2 separate regions of the Hordeum vulgare genome follow, and region 2 is linked to region 1. Evidence: chromatin contacts called from public Hi-C data. All regions are on one chromosome and are shown on one strand. The core of a region is the stretch at or near the end of the contact, and the rest is flanking DNA. Distances in the headings are between cores, read along the strand shown. Region 1 holds the start of LOC123452274 (MADS-box transcription factor 14-like). Region 2 holds the start of LOC123452280 (cytochrome b5).

The links. Hi-C and Micro-C count contacts between places; a contact is called where the count stands out from the background.
Region 2: a contact with region 1 is called in a Hi-C map of seedling, with 7 times the contacts expected there. The contact joins the promoter of LOC123452280 here to the promoter of LOC123452274 in region 1. A contact is called at or near these places in 3 of 6 Hi-C or Micro-C datasets (leaf and seedling) and 1 of 1 datasets of contacts at active chromatin or transcription factors (embryo).

Annotation. Positions count from the first base shown.
Region 1 is chr5H:528,155,043-528,159,853 of MorexV3_pseudomolecules_assembly, forward strand. It overlaps LOC123452274 (MADS-box transcription factor 14-like), which reads right to left and starts at 2,845. Exons shown (of 8, transcript XM_045128907.1): 1 at 2,506-2,845. The coding sequence starts at 2,690.
Region 2 is chr5H:528,696,053-528,700,863 of MorexV3_pseudomolecules_assembly, forward strand. LOC123452280 (cytochrome b5) reads left to right here and starts at 2,605. Exons shown (of 3, transcript XM_045128914.1): 1 at 2,605-2,861; 2 at 3,327-3,393; 3 at 3,486-3,950. The coding sequence starts at 2,775. The coding sequence ends at 3,739. It also overlaps the pseudogene LOC123452281.

The sequences.
Region 1 (4,811 bases), core at 1,595-4,094:
AGTCAGAGCACCTTCGTCATGACAAGCTCATCTTGGAGGCTATGCGCACACATCAGTTGTTTCTCAAGCGCTCCAAGTGTTCCTTTGGGGAGGAAACCATGGCTTACATGGGATCTCCACGGCAGGAGTTGCCATGGGCAGCGACAAGGTTCTCGTCGTGGTAGACTGGCCGGTTCCGTGCAACGTCCGTGTTGTGCGTAGTTTCTTGGGCCTGGCAGGCTACTACCGCAAGTTCATCCAGCATTTTGGCACCATTGCAGCTCCCCTCACGGCCCTCCTCAAGAAAGATGGATTTCTTTGGATGCCGGCAGCGACTACCGCCTTTGAAGCTCTCAAGACAGCTCTTACCACCGCCCATGTGCTTCAGCTGCCAGATTTTTCAGTTTCATTCATTGTGGAGTCTGATGCTTCTGGATCTGGTCTCGGGGCGGTCCTGCATCAAGGTGGCGGCCTCATCGCCTACTTCAACAAAACCATCGCTCCACGCCATGCTTCTCTCGCCGCTTACGAGCGGGAGCTCATTGGTCTGGTGCACGCCGTGCACCACTGGTGGCCCTATCGTTGGGGACGTGCGTTTGTCATCAAAACTGACCATTACATCCTGAAGTTTTTGTTGGACCAATGCCTCGCTACCATTCCACAGCATCATTGGGTGGGCAAGTTGTTGGGGTTCGACTTCACGATGGAATATAAACCAGGTCGCCAAAACATCGTCGCCGACGCTCTTTCGCCGTGATGCTCCTGCTGCCTAGGCACTTGCCATAACTGGGCCTTCCTTTGATCTATTTGAAGCTCTCCGTCGGGCAACACACACTGACGTGACGCTCATCACATTCTGGGAACAGCTCGAATCTGGTGAGTTGGGCCAGCCTTGGGCTCTCGTTGATGGTGTTGTTACCTTCCAGCAACGAGCTTATGTGCCACCCGCGTCGTCGCTGGTCGGGGAGGTCCTAGCTGTAGCCCACGATACGGGCCATGAATCCAGAAGTCGCTTCATCATCTTCGCCGGGATTTCCATCTACCGCAAGCAAGGGCAGCACTTCAGCAGTATATTCGTGCTTGCCAGGTTTATCAACGCAATAAGACGGAGCAGTTTTATCCCACCGGCTTGTTATAGCCCTTGACATTTTCATCTCGTGTCCGGGAAGACATCTCCATGGATTTCATTGAGGCCCTCCCAAAGGTGTGCGGCAAAAGTGTGATCCTAACCGTCGTGGATCGTTTCTCCAAGTATGCACATTTCATTCCCTTGGCGCATCCATACACTGCTTAGTTTGTTGCTAAGGCCTTCGTCTCCAACATTGTCTGACTTCATGGTTTTGCAAGCTCCATCGTTTCGAACAGAGATGTGGTTTTCACGTTAGGATTTCGGAGACCGTGAATCGCGTCACCACTATGTACCTTCGTTGCATCACTGGGGATCGTCCACGCCAGTGGCTACAATGGTTGCCTTGGGCGGAGTACTGCTACAACACTTCGTATCACTCAGCATTGAAGGACAGTCCTTTCAGGGTGGTTTATGGACAGGATCCCCCCTCACTCCGAGACTATACGCCGGGCAAAATTCGCAATCAAGCGGTGGAACGCCAGATCATCGACCGCAATCAGTTTTTCCAAGACATCCGTGAGTGTCTCCTTTAGGCTGCATAGCAGTAAGCACTACGATGATGATAAACATCAGGCCCTTTCTTTTGATGTTGGCGACTGGGTTATAGTATTTATTTGGAAGGAACTCTCTACTTTTTGGTTTGACTCTTCATTTCGGAGTTTCATCAGCTGGAGCCAATTATTCTATGCATGAGCTAGTCAAGTATCATAGGCAGCATCTCCGAGCAAACAACAAAATGGCCGCATGGCCGGAGGCCGGAGCTAGCAATACGGATGATAGTAAAGCCTGTAGCACAAAATTCTGGAAAGAAACGAGATGACAAGGTTCATTTGTTCAAGCAGCAAGCACGGATTTGATGAGGCGGGCAACGAAGTATTCTAGCGCCTAGTAAGATTCGAAATGAGAAGATGAGGTAGCGTGCTAAATTGCGGACGCAAATGTCACTTTTAATCCAAAATAAATTTGTTACATAAGTATCCCCGGTCCGTGAAAATATCAAAAGATTACCGTCCTAACCCTTCCACTTGGGGTGCCACCTGGCGCGTCCAGGACCAAAATTTCCCCAAAATACGCGAGATGAACAACCTTCCCGGCGATGGCGGAGCATAAAATAGCGGCGCGACCCGTCGCACGCCCTACCCCCATAGCAAGAAATCGCGGCCGCGGGGAGCGCCAGCTCCGCCATCGATTCTAAGAAAAAACGAGCAAGCAGCGACGGCAGAATCCGAAGGAAACAGCGAGCGAGCAAACCGGATGAACCAAGCAGCAGCAGCGCGGAAATGGAGAAGGCCCTGGGGCCGGCCGGGTCGCCTCGCCGGACCGGAACGGCGCGGAGGAAATCGAAGCCCAGGGCGGATTGGGGGGGAGAAATTTAAGACAGCGCGTACATAATTTACCATGACTCGGTGGAGAACTCGTAGAGCTTTCCCTTGGTGGAGAAGATGATGAGGCCGACCTCGGCGTCGCAGAGCACGGAGATCTCGTGCGCCTTCTTGAGCAGCCCCGAGCGGCGCTTGGAGAAGGTGACCTGGCGGTTGATCTTGTTCTCGATCCGCTTCAGCTGCACCTTCCCGCGCCCCATCTCCGCTCGAGGACCGGGCCAACACCGGCAGCAGCGAGCGAGCGAGCGAGCGACCGCGACGGCTACTCCCAGAGGCGCGGGCGGAGGCGAGGTGGCGGAGCCATGGCTGTCAGGTGGTTGGGTGAAGTGGGAGGGGAGAGGGGATAGCCAAATGAGGGTTCCGGCAGGGCGATGGGAGGGGGTTTTAAAGGGATCTGGCCCCGAGCGCGGTATGCAATACCGGGCTGGTCTGGGGCATGTCCGCTGTCGAGCACCCATTGGCCCGGCCCGCGCCGCGGGGCCCCGCGGTCCTGCAGCCACACGATGCCCCACCGCGGGCCCGCCCCGTGTCGACGTGTCGGACGATCGTACGCGCGAATCTCCCCCATATTGCTTTCCCCAAATCATTTTTTCTCGCCACAAACCCACACCATAGAGCAGTAGAGCAACATTTTCTTCTTCTTTTTTCTACTTATATATATATATATATATATATATATATATATATATATATATATATATATATAGTGTGTGTGTGTGTACCCTAGGCTGGAGTAGATATGGAAGGAATAAAAGAGCAGAGTTTTTTCCTTTAGCATTTTCGCTTTTTCCTCTTTTGCTTTTCTCGGTCACGTCACGGCGGCGCGGGACGAAACAGGAAATGCTGGCTGGCTAGGTCAGGGGCGGCTCGGGACGGCTCTGGTCCGTCCAGGGAAATGGAAGGCGAGATGGTGGTCGTGGGGGCGGGCTGCCACAGTAGGAGGCTGCTTTCCTTGCTCGTTTTGGGCCGCCCCCGCTTGTCCCGTTTGGGAGGGCGGCTGCGGGGCGGGCGGGCAGACACGGATGGGTTCCGCCTCCGCTCGCAGCGCGTCTACCGTGTGCGTGCGTGATTGAGCTGGACTTTTGACGCGAACCGTTGCTGCGTGTGGGTTGGGTTGGGTCGGCGCAGTGTATTTTTCTACTTTTGGCCGACCCGCGTATTTCTGGAATGAATGGAAGATACTCCCGCCGGAGTAGGGGTACTGTGCGCGCGTGTGCGCCGACCAGTCCTCCACCCATCAATACACTGTTGCCCAGCGTCGAATCATGCGATGTTGAAACGGCTCATGTGTTTTCCTTCTCACAAAAAAAATAAACGCTCTGTGTATGTCTTGTAGTAGAACTGTGCATGTGATATAATATTAAAAAAATGCGGAAAGTGCATGTGATATATCTGCGGTGACCGGCTTCTCGGTACAAAGGATCGTGCTGAAACTATTGCAGCACTAAAATGGTTTGTTCACTAAAACTGCTATTGGGCCCAGTAGACCACGCAGTGAAGTGTTCGAGCCTTTGACGACGTATTCTCTGATCTGTGAATCTTGACCCATTTATCGTTTATGATGACAAACAGATAAAGCCCACATGCGTGCTTGTCAAATGACCACTTTGCAACCATTCGATGTAACCAGCAACCACCAATAGCGCTCTTTATTCCCCTAAAAATACCAATACCGCTTTTTACGATCGATGAGGATAGGTTTCACAATCATGCCATGCACATCTCTTCTCTTTTCTTATTTCTTTTTTTGCGAATATGCCATGTCCAACTTTTTCTTTTTTGCTTGTGAATATGTCGTGTACTCCCTCCGTCCGCCAAAAATCGTGCATACAGAGATTTGCACATAGACCAAGAAAGACCTCCATGACATAATTATTGTACAAAAGTAACAGACTTATGTGTACATACAACCATTGAGAAAAGAAGATTAAATGAACGTTGCTGCATGCAGTAATTAAGGTTAGGCATGCAGCCAATAGCTAGAGCACAAGTTACTACATTAGTCACTTAATACCGGTTAAATTAAAAGCTAAGCGCATAGAAAATGTAGATGTACACTCTTTATGAAAAAAAATATACTGCTAGATGCACAGTTTTTGACGGACGGAGGGAGTATATCTCTATGATTGAAAAGATACAAACATGAGCATCCCTAAACTTTGCAGTGTGTTTCCAAGAATGCAAAACCAATATTTAGATCAGATATACTGTGTAAACCATACTTCATAGAAAACATCTCAAAGTTTTATAGGGAATAGATGATCCCGTGATCAAATAATCCACTCTTAAATTGGGAACTAGTAGAGCGGTGTGGCATAGGT
Region 2 (4,811 bases), core at 1,355-3,854, 540 kb after region 1:
TCATCATGAACTCAATGTGACTAAGGAGTTAGTCACACGATGACATGCTACGGAACGAGTAAAGAGACTTACCGGTAACGAGATTGAACAAGGTGTTGGTATACCGACGATCGAATCTCGAGCAAGTTCTATACCGACAGACAAAGGGAATTGTATACGAGATTGATTGAATCCTTGACATTGTGGTTCATCCGATGAGATCATCATGGAGCAAGTGGGAGCCACCATGGGTATCCAGACCCCGCTGATGGTTATTGGCCAGAGAGGTGTCTCGGTCATGTCTGCCTGTCTCCCGAACCCGTAGGGTCTACACACTTAAGGTTCGATGACGCTAGGGTTATAGGGAATTGTTATACGAGGTTACCGAAAGTTGTTCGGAGTCCCAGATGAGATCCCGGACGTCACGAGGAGCTCCGGAATGGTCCGGAGGTAAAGATTGATATATAGGACAGATGGTTTTGGACACCGAAAGTGTTTCGGACGTCACCGGTAACGTACCGGGACCACCGGAGGTGGCCTCGGGGGTCCACCGAAGGGGGGCAACGACCCCAAGAGGCTAGATGGGCCAAGTGCGGGAGGGAACCAGCCCCTAGGTGGGCTGGTGCGCCTACCACACCCAGCCCAATGCGCAAGTGGTGGGGAGAGGGGGCAACCCTAGGCGCAGGTGGGCTTAGGTCCACCAGGTGGTGCGCCACCCCCTCACACCCTAGCCACCGCCCCCTTTTCCCATCTGGTGGTTGCCGCACCACCTAGGGGGGAACCCTAGGGGTGGCGCACCCCCTCCCCCTCCTCCTATAAATAGAGAGGGTTTTTGGGCCTTGGGAGACAGACTTCTCCCTCTCCCTCGGCGCAGCCCTGCCCTTCTTCCTCCTCCTCTCTGCCGGTGCTTGGCGAAGCCCTGCCGGGAGACCTCGTCTCTCCATCGACACCACGCCGTCGTGCTGCTGGAGTTCTTCCCCAACCTCTCCCTCCTCCTTGCTGGATCAAGGTGCGGGAGACGTCACCGGGCTGCACGTGTGTTGAACGCGGAGGTGCCGTAGTTCGGCACTAGATCGGAATCGCTGCGAGTACGACTCCATCAACCGCGTTCTAGCAACGCTTCCGCTTAGCGATCTTCAAAGGTATGAAGATGCTCTTACCCCTCTCTCGTTGCTGGTCTCTCCATAGGAAGATCTGAATATGTGTAGGAAAATTTTGAATTTATGCTACGTTACCTAACACCTTATACCGTGGTCATCACCTCATTTGATAACTATATATCAATCAAGATTTATAAGTTTTTTCCCCACAAAGAAAAAGATTTATAAGTTTTTTTTTCTGTATGTACGATTGAACATCCATGTGTTCCTTTTTTTCTTTTGAGCTAACATCCCTTTGTTCCTCCCCATCAGCGAAATCACTAATTAGCGAATACATCTTCCAACAATTACTCTCACCTCCACACGTCGCGACAAGTGGCACACTGCATGCGTGTCACTTGTCGCAACCTATGCGTTTTCCCTTTTTCGTAGATCCGTATTTTTAAAACGTTTTATTTCCTAAACCGTGCGTCTAAATCTCGAACAGTATTCACCGTTGGCTTTCTCGCGTCGAGATCTTCAAAACTAGATCTCGTGTTGATAGGTTTTTACGAACTATTTTTTTCATGAAAAAACCGGAAGAAAAAAACGGACGGAAAAACCGCGCCTCTTGCGGAAAAAAAAAGAGAGCAGAAAACGTGTTTTTTTTCATTCGGAGCGTGTCTCTCGTGAAGGCAAAACCGTGCCTTTCGTGGAAGAAAAACCGTGCCTCTCGTGAAAAAAACAGAAAACGTGTTTTTTTCTTTCGGAAAGGCACGGGCATGCCTCCCGCGAAGGCAAAATCGTGCCTCTCGTAAAAAAAAACGCGTTTTTTCCTTTTCGAAAGGCACAGACGTGCTTCTCGCGAAGGCAAAACCATGCCTTTCGCGAAAGCAAAACCGTGTCTCTCGCAAAAAAAAACTCGTTTTTTTTCCTTCCCGAAAGGCATGGGCGTGCCTCTCGTGAAGGTAAAATCGTGCCTTTCGCGAAAACAAAACCATGCTTCTCGCAAAAAAACGCGATTTTCCTTTTTCGAGAGGCATGACCGTGTCTCTCGCGAAGGCAAAACCGTGCCTCTCGCCGAAGGAGAACCGTGCTTCTCAAAAAAAACAAAAAACGTGTTTTTCACGTAAAATAACAAAAAACATGTTTTTTTGCAAAAAGATTTTAAAAAAATTTCATCCAAAAGTTACGAAAGACTGATGAAAAACCAAAATACCAAAAAAATCTGAAAAAAACCACTCAAAAAGACAAAAACGCGTGTGAAAAAATAATAGAAAAAAAATAAAAAAAACGCTTAGAACACAATACGTGGCAGCAGCTCGGAACGCATCAAGTGACGGCACGCAGAAGGTTTCCGAGGAAGAGCTCGTTAACTAATTGCTCCCGCCCATCACACAAAAGAGAAACAACCTCTGGGGGCTATGGGCCATCAATTTGGCGGGGCTGCTGCCTTGCGTTAGCGGACTGCGACCGTCCATTATTCTAGGCCCACGAGGCCTAAACCCAACCCCCAAACTCCCCGAAATCCCCCAAAGCAGTTCTTCTTTCTCTGCAAGGCAACCGGCGGCAGATTGAAGAACAGATACCTGGTCCAGAATCCAGATACCCACCCTCCTCCTTCCTCTGCAAGCCGGGGCAGATTCCACCCACTCCGTACAGCAGTATTCCCTCGCCCACCGCCGATCGGACAGCGAGAGCGAGAGCGAGAGCGAGATGCCGACGCTGACGAAGCTGTACAGCATGAAGGAGGCCGCCCTCCACAACACCCCGGACGACTGCTGGATCGTCGTCGACGGCAAGGTAGCGCCGCCGCTAGCCCCTCCCTCGTACTTCCCGCTGCCGATCTGGCTTCAGCTATAGTGCCCCTAAGATCGGTAGGTAGGGGTGTGTGGACGCGCTTGGTCGTTGCTAGTTGGGCTTCGGCCCCCGCCCGTAGCCTGTTCGACCGAATGCCTAGGAGGTCCTGCGCTCGCTTTGTCAGTGAGAAGGCTGCAGAAATCGAAACCGAACGTCTCTGCGAGTGACCAATCCTGTGCAGTGGCGATGCAAGGTTTAGTCCTCGTGGGACGGTTGTGCCGTGGTATCTTATTTGTGGAGGCTGTGTCCCTCTGTTGAAAGCAACCGCAGCAGATGCCCATGTTGAGGGCTTTGAACGGAATAGAATTTGTGTCAGCAGAGAGTAGATACGCATTGCAGTACTTGGCAATATGCTCCACTATTCTGATTGTGTGGAGACCTCATGCGGCGTTGATGAATACATTGCAGATTTATGATGTGACCGCATATTTGGATGACCATCCTGGGGGTGCTGATGTTCTGCTTGCCGTGACTGGTAACGCTTCTCTCCTCCTGTTTTCATGTTCTTGTTCAGCACATTTTATTCTCTCCTAGGCCATCTGTTCATATATGATAATCTGTCTGAAGGTATGGATGGCACCGAGGAATTTGAAGATGCAGGCCACAGCAAGGATGCCAAGGAGCTGATGAAGGATTACTTCATTGGGGAGTTGGACTTGGACGAAACACCTGACATGCCTGAGATGGAGGTTTTCAGGAAAGAGCAGGACATGGACTTTGCCAGCAAGCTGGTAGCCTATGCGGCGCAGTACTGGGCCGTTCCCGTAGCAGCAGTCGGGATATCAGCCGTTGTTGCCATATTGTATGCACGAAAGAAGTGATGATCGGTTATAGGTTGATTGAATGACCATTTTGGGGTAACCAACCCATTTATAGCTGATTATGGATGGAGAGATTATGTACTTCTGTCCAAAGGCAAAGACACATTGCTGTATTGAGCCATTAGGTACTTGAGTCAAATATTTGTCAACAAAATTTGCGCTACTATTTTATCATTGCCATTCAATGGATGGATTCATTACAAAACCTGAACCATGTGTGTGATGTAAACCCTCTTACGCCTCGAGGCAGCTGCTGGCACAAATTTCTTCCATGCCATTACTGCTTCTATTTTTGTTATTTTCCGGGGATACGCCAGAGTACTGCTATTTCTGAATATTGTAGTTTTTCAATCTCTCTCACTTCCTCCGAAATAACCCTGAAGACTTTTGTGTAACTTGTTCTTTCGTAACATTCAAGATGTAAAATGGGATTTGGTGGCCCCTCCATTTGAGTCGACATTTGTTGAAAGCTTCCTGTGCAAGCATTTCTTCCACATATTTTCCTATTCGTTTTTCTTCCCCTTGTGTCACCTCACAAGGTGTAGATAGTTGGGCAGTAGACTTCAGAAAGATAGCAGGTAATTTTTGCCGGACCCTCGACACTTCTCTACTGGGGATGTTTCACCATCACTAGGTAATAGTTGGAGAAATTTCTCATGTGCTAGTAACCTGGAAATGTACTCCTTACCTGATTGTATTGTGCAGAACTCTCACTTGGAATGGATGGTGTTGCTTGAAGGCAGAGCAAAAACCAACATGTGGAAGGTGGTGCTGACTGCTGAGCTTCTGAACTCGGGGCTTGCTTGCAACTGCAGCCAGCCAACAAACCAATAGCTACGGGTGAACCATATCCCTGATCCTTCCACTGCACTGCATCTTTGACTCCTCATGGGTATATATGTCAGGCCATAGGCAGCATATGTCCTGTGATCTCCGAGACTCAGCAGAGACAACACCATGAAGCTTCTGAGCCAAAGCATGGCTCCCTTCAACAATGTCCAATTATTCTTCGTTGCAGACGAGGATGTTTTGGAGGGCATGGAAACAGCGCCTTTCAAAGGTAAATTGTTTC